2 separate regions of the Sus scrofa genome follow, and region 1 is linked to region 2. Evidence: chromatin contacts called from public Hi-C data. All regions are on one chromosome and are shown on one strand. Each heading gives the region's core, a stretch centred on a gene start, on an enhancer-like site or on the middle of the called end of the contact. The rest is flanking DNA. Distances are from core to core; before and after follow the strand shown. Region 1 holds the start of NID2 (nidogen-2). Region 2 holds the start of C1H14orf166 (chromosome 1 open reading frame, human C14orf166).

The links. A called contact is a pair of places that touch in the nucleus more often than the background predicts.
Region 1: a contact with region 2 is called in a Hi-C map of skeletal muscle, with 4 times the contacts expected there. The contact joins the promoter of NID2 here to the promoter of C1H14orf166 in region 2. A contact is called at or near these places in 6 of 47 Hi-C or Micro-C datasets (adipose tissue, embryonic fibroblasts, heart right ventricle and 2 more) and 1 of 2 datasets of contacts at active chromatin or transcription factors (skeletal muscle).

What each region holds. Positions count from the first base shown.
Region 1 is chr1:181,771,528-181,774,664 of Sscrofa11.1, reverse strand. NID2 (nidogen-2) reads left to right here and starts at 1,581. Exons shown (of 20, transcript XM_021101930.1): 1 at 1,581-2,233; 2 at 2,866-3,137. The coding sequence starts at 2,012.
Region 2 is chr1:181,679,991-181,682,739 of Sscrofa11.1, reverse strand. C1H14orf166 (chromosome 1 open reading frame, human C14orf166) reads right to left here and starts at 1,372. Exons shown (of 8, transcript NM_001243494.1): 1 at 1,218-1,372. The coding sequence starts at 1,278.

The sequences.
Region 1 (3,137 bases), core at 332-2,831, 92 kb before region 2:
GCCAGAGCTAAGATGTCGTCTCATGACATGTCTGGGGAAGGATCCACTTCCAAGCTCACATACATGATTGTTGGCAGAATTCAGTGCCTTGCTGGATATTGGCCAAAGGCTGCCCTCAGCTCCTTGCCACTTGGACCTTCCCAATATAATGGCTTTCTTCATCAAACCCAGTGAGAGAGTCTGCTAGCAAGACGATTTAGCCTAATCATTGAAATATTTCTCACTGTTATTGCCACATTCTATGGTTTGGAAGTCACTAGGCCAGCCTACACTCCAGGGTGGGGGATTACAAGGGAATGAACAAGAGGAAATGGATGATCCCACAGGAGGGGATCTAAGGGTCTGCCTGACCCACTAACCTATGGCTCATTACCACTACATACATGTTAGCAATTATTATTCTCAGTTGAGAGGTTTACAAAAGCTACAGAAAGTGGGTGAATGATTTCATAGCAAGGAGTAACTCTAGGTGATCTTGGGCAAATCAAGCCACTTAATGATTTTGAGCTTCCATTTCCTCCTCATTACAATGAAAATATCTCTAAATGAGAACATATATGCAAAAACAAATACATTTTTGGAACACCAAATGTGCAGGTCTCCACAGTCCGAGGAAGCAAACTGCTTTGGGCCAGTTTTCCTTTTTTTGTTGATTTCATGAATCTCACAGTCTGATCTTTACAAGATTTTAGAGGTTGGCCCTGTGGGCTGGTAAGGGTTTATATAACTAGAATAAACACCCACAAAAAAAATCTGTCTTTTGAGAGTCCCTTAAGGCATTTCCAAGGGTTTGCCTTTCCCTTCTTTTAAATACCTTTGCTTCCTAGGACCCTATGTGGGGCCTGAGTGAGAAAACAGACTATCTGGGAAATTTCAATCTCTTGATAATAAAATTGGTAATAAAATCTAGTCCGGCTTCTGGCTCTTGGCAGTGAGGATGTTTATGGTGCATGGGGTTCCCCCACACCGTGGCATCTGGTTTGGAGGTTGTGTGGTTTCCAGTCCCGCAGAGAGCTCGGATTACCACCTCTGCGGCTGCGGTCACGGGCCGCTCAGATGTCCACAGACAGTGGGGCTAGAGACCCAGAGTCCCTCCACCGTGGCGCCGTGGCCCATTTCTGCTTGGTGTCCAAACCGGATGCCTCATTCCACGCCCCAAACAGCCCATCACATAGTCGTGTTTCATTGCTTCTCCGGGCGCGGTTTTCCCCGGGGAAGGTAAATAACTCTCTTGACTGGGACTGGCAGGCATTTTGGCCCAGTGGCCCAGTCCTCCTTGGAGGCGGCCTTCGGGAGGGGTATAGAATTTCGGAGTCAGCTACGCTCCCCCCACCCACCCCACTCCCCGACTCCCCACTCCCGGCTCCATACAAACGTGCTTCTCCGCATCGCGTCTCTGAGTGGAGCGGGCGAGGAAGCTGAGGCTGCGACATTGACTTTTGCTTCTCGGCCAGGGACCCCAGGGCAGGGCTCAAACCGTAAACCTCGCCAGCTTCGCCCTGTTCGCCTGCGCGGGACACATCGTGCCAGCTAGCAGCTGTACACACTGCCGCGGGGTGCCCCTTCACACTGAGGTCATCTGCAGCGCTGCTGCCTTCGGACAGTGCGGGCCACTTGGTCCGGGGGAGGGTCTCGGCGGGACCCCTGGCCGGCTTCCACTGGTGGGGTGAAGGTGACCCCTTGAGCTTTTGGGGAGCGGAAGCGGAGGAGAAGGCGTAGTTCCAAGCACGGGCCAGGGGCTTTCACCTCTGCAGTCCAGCCACTCGGTTGACCGCTGCCTTAGAAAACTTTTAACGAGAACCAGATGTGGCGGCTGCTGTCGAACTTTCTCAGAGCCGGCAATTGGTCCCAGGCTCAGGGACGAGGCCAATCAGGCTAGGGCGGGCTTAAAGTCCCGCCTCGCCCTGGCGCCCGCGGTGATCCAGGTTGGAGGCCGGCGCGGCTCGGCTAGTGGGCTGGCAGGCCAGGCTGGGAAGTGCTGTGCCGCCGGGCAGCCCAGGGCCGAACGAGCATGCGGGGGTACCGGGGGGCCAGGCGGCCAGCTCTGCGGGCGCCGCCGCTGCTGCTGCTACTGCTGCTGTCCCGAGCCGTGGCGCTGCAGCCGGACGAGCTATTCCCTTACGGGCAGTCGCTGGGGGACCAACTCCTGCAGGAAGGCGACGACGAAAGCTCAGCCGCGGTGAAGCTGGCTCTTCCCCTGCGCTTCTACGATGCCCAATTTAGCGACCTCTATGTAAGTTGAGCTTCATCCTGGTAAGGGACGCGGCATATTTCTTGCAGCTTCTGCTCAGGGGTCAGTGTAGCGTGGATCTCACCGAACCCCTGCCTTCTGAAGGGAGGAAATAGTCCGCAAGGCCGTCGGTCTTGGAGCGTCCTTAGGGTGGGACCTGGCTTTGCATCGATGCTTTTCAGGATCCGCTGTTTCTTGCTTCAAGAGAGGAAGAATTGTTCGCAGCGGCATTAGCGTCCCAGGTGGAGCTGCTAAAGAGGCCAGTAGGGTTTCCAATTAGGGCAGCGAGAAAGCTGTGAACATCTGCCGAGCTGGGTGTTCCCTCCTCGGACCTGGAGCTTTTTTTCCAGGGTTGTGCGGGAAGAGAGAAGATAGGTGATCCGGTTTTAGGGCTCCTGGACCTATTGCCATGCGCTTATGGGGTAGGGGTGGTGGGTGGGACGATGGCTGAAGTTGCGCTGGTCGCTCTGAACCAGGAGAAGAGTTTCCAGCCGATGGGGAAGAGGGCGCTTCATGCCCGGGGCGGTTCCCTTCCCTCCTTGCGGAGGCCGGGTGTACCGACCTGTGGTGGCCGCCCTTGGGCTTCCTACAACATACGCGACCGTCACCTTTTTGTCCCCCTCATCATCCCCTAGGTGGGCACCAACGGCATCATCTCCACCCAGGACTTCCCTAGGGAGACCCAGTATGTGGACGACGATTTCCCCACAGACTTCCCGGCCATCGCCCCCTTCCTGGCCGACATCGACACAAGTCACGGCAGGGGCCGGGTGCTGTACCGCGAGGACACCTCTCCAGATGTTCTGAGCCTGGCTGCTCGCTATGTGCGCACTGGCTTCCCGCGTTCGGCAGCGCACTTCGTCCCCACCCACGCCTTTCTGGCCACCTGGGAGCGGGTGGGCGCCTA
Region 2 (2,749 bases), core at 123-2,622:
TCTGGTATTGCCGTGGCTGTGGTGTAGGCTGGTAGCTGCAGCTCTGATTCAACAGCTAGCCTGGGAACTTCCATATGCCACAGATGCAGCAGTAAAAAGAAGGGGGGGGGGATGTCAAATTAAATGATAAATACAAAGGCGATACAGTCAACTACTACTGTTTACTATTACAGCATATTAAAACCATTCATGAAAAAGTTCATAGGTGTTCATGTACCTCACATTCTCTTGCGGTAGGAATATCCTTATCGCACAAGTGTGAAAATTGAGGCTCAAAGATTTGAAATCCAGCTCTAAGCTCTACTGCCTTGAACCTTTTTTGTTAAATAAAAGGCAAAGTAGAAAAACAAGAGTCTATAAATTGACATGCTTCTACAGGAGATCAACAAAACACTGTTAGACTGCTTGGAAATTATTTTCAATTTCAAAATTCAAGCTGGAATTCAAATTATGAAGTCTTGAGAATTTCACCATCTTCTGAACATGCCAGGTTGTACTTGAACACTTTCAAACTTACTAGTCTACTACAGGCTAAGAATTCTGGAAAAAAAACAAGTAGTGGTGGGTAGTAGCTGTGTAACAGTGGGGTAGCAATCTTAATACTTTTTTTTCTTCTACAATTTTAACACTGTGAAATCCCAAATACCTTCGTATTTACAATTCAACCGCCCCATTCAGCTGCTGCTAACTTTTTTTGCACGACCCACACACTGTAATTAGCCCGTTATTATACGCGTGTATCCCAACACTGCCAGCCCAGGACCTCATTAACATTTGAGCTCAAACTGCTCGGTGGGTTCTCACTGCCCACCCCGACCCCTTAGTTCCTGGCAGGCAGTGAACTAACTGGTGTTCAAGTTACGCCGCATCTTCCTCGGATTCCAGCACTGCGCTGGCCCCCAGCAGGTGCTCACGGCGTCACCCTGTGACCCGGCAACCAGCGCATTGAGGGCTAAGAGAAAAAAAGACTTTCCCTCTAGAGAGCTGAGGGTGCGGGCAGGAGGTGAGAGTGGTGTCCGGAGTTTAGCAAGGACACAAAGAACGGGTGACGGGGCTCTGAAGCCAAGGAAGCTTCAGGTGCCCGGCGGGTGGGAGAAGATAAGTCCCGGGGAGACAAGGCCGCGAACGGCCCGGGTAGCGTGCCCGGATGCCGGCGCCGAGGGAGCGGTGGCCCGCGGGGTCACTGACACGCGGCCGGCCCAAGGCCGCCGCCTCACCTTTGCAGTTGAAGCCAGCAGGATTGTGGTAGTCGAGGGCCGTCAGCTTGCGTCGGAACATGGTCCCAGTCTGCTCGCTCCGGTCCCCGGTCTTCAGCCGGGAGGGGAGAACCGAGGAAGAGCGAGCGGCGCAGGCACCGACGACGCGGCGAGAGGGCGTCGGGAGCCGGGACGCTCCGAAATGACGGCGGCCTTAGCCAATCCTGGCTTTAGGATCGGCAGCCGCCGGCCAATGCCCACCAATCGTAGCTCCGGTTGGGGAGGCGGGGCCACGTTGAGGCACGTCGACGCTCAAATAAACTTTATTGTCAGCTTACTAGTTGTGCATTAGGCAGAATGCAACTTAGTGGCCGGTTACCTGTTGTTTTCCTCGCGGTGTTGATACACCCCGCAGAGCACGGTATACTTAGATTCTGCTATCGCCATGCCTCTTATTGAATCGTATAATCTGTTTAGTATTTTCAGCGTATTCACCCATTCATTGAATTATTACATGCCTCCTTCTAACGCTGCTAATAAAAAAGACTTTTTAGCAAGGTCCCTTTCTCACTAAGTAGGGAGTGATCGACAGGTAAACAAACAAATATAATACTGTATAATAGTTCCAGACATCACTAGCAGCTATGGAATCTTGAAGCCAAAAACCTGGACTTATCCTTCACTCCCTATCAACCTCAATTACAACATCCAATACTTCATTAATTCATGCTGTTCTGTCTCTCATGTCTTTCTCAAATCCCTCTCCTCCTCCCAACCTCACTGATGCTACCTCAAATCAGGCCTTCATCATTTTTGCTTATTCTATCTTATTTCTTAGGGCCAGTCTTGCTTTTTCCAATCCTCCCAACTCCACTCCCACCATCACAGTCAGCAATGATAGTGATTTTCTGAAACAAAAACCTGTTCATTACCGTTTAATGCTTAGTATCCTTTTGTGGGTTCCTGCTGCCTTTGAAATAATCAAAACTTCAATTTATATATTAATATGCTTCTTCATTCCCCCAATCTGCATTCATACACTGGAGAGACAGCAGTGAGCAAGACCTACCAGGCCCGTACTCTCCTGAAGTTTAAAAGGTTGTTGAGGGAAGACAAAACAAACAAGTCTGAACTATGGCTTGAAGATGGTGAGGAGTTTGCCATACCATCAAAAGGGTAGCTTGCATTGAGGGAAGAAGACATACAAAGTAAAGGAGTGAACAGCAGCTGGGCCAGAGTGGCTAGAGCTTATGGAAGTTGGAGGGTAGAAGAGAATGACAGTGGATGAGACTTAGCCAAAGACCAGGGCCTGATCAAAAACGACCTTTCATGCCATGCTAAGGGGAGCTATTGATGTTCTTGGAGGCAAGCCAACTTTATATGCTTCATTTTATTTCAACAGATTATAATTAAACACTGTGCTGGTACTTGTGGGCCATACAAATGAGTGAGATATTTTCAGGATATTCAAGTATAAAAGCAAAATTAGACATGTAAATAAATACTTATAATCTAGAGTTAGAAAGTGATAAATAACGAGAAGTACAAAGTGT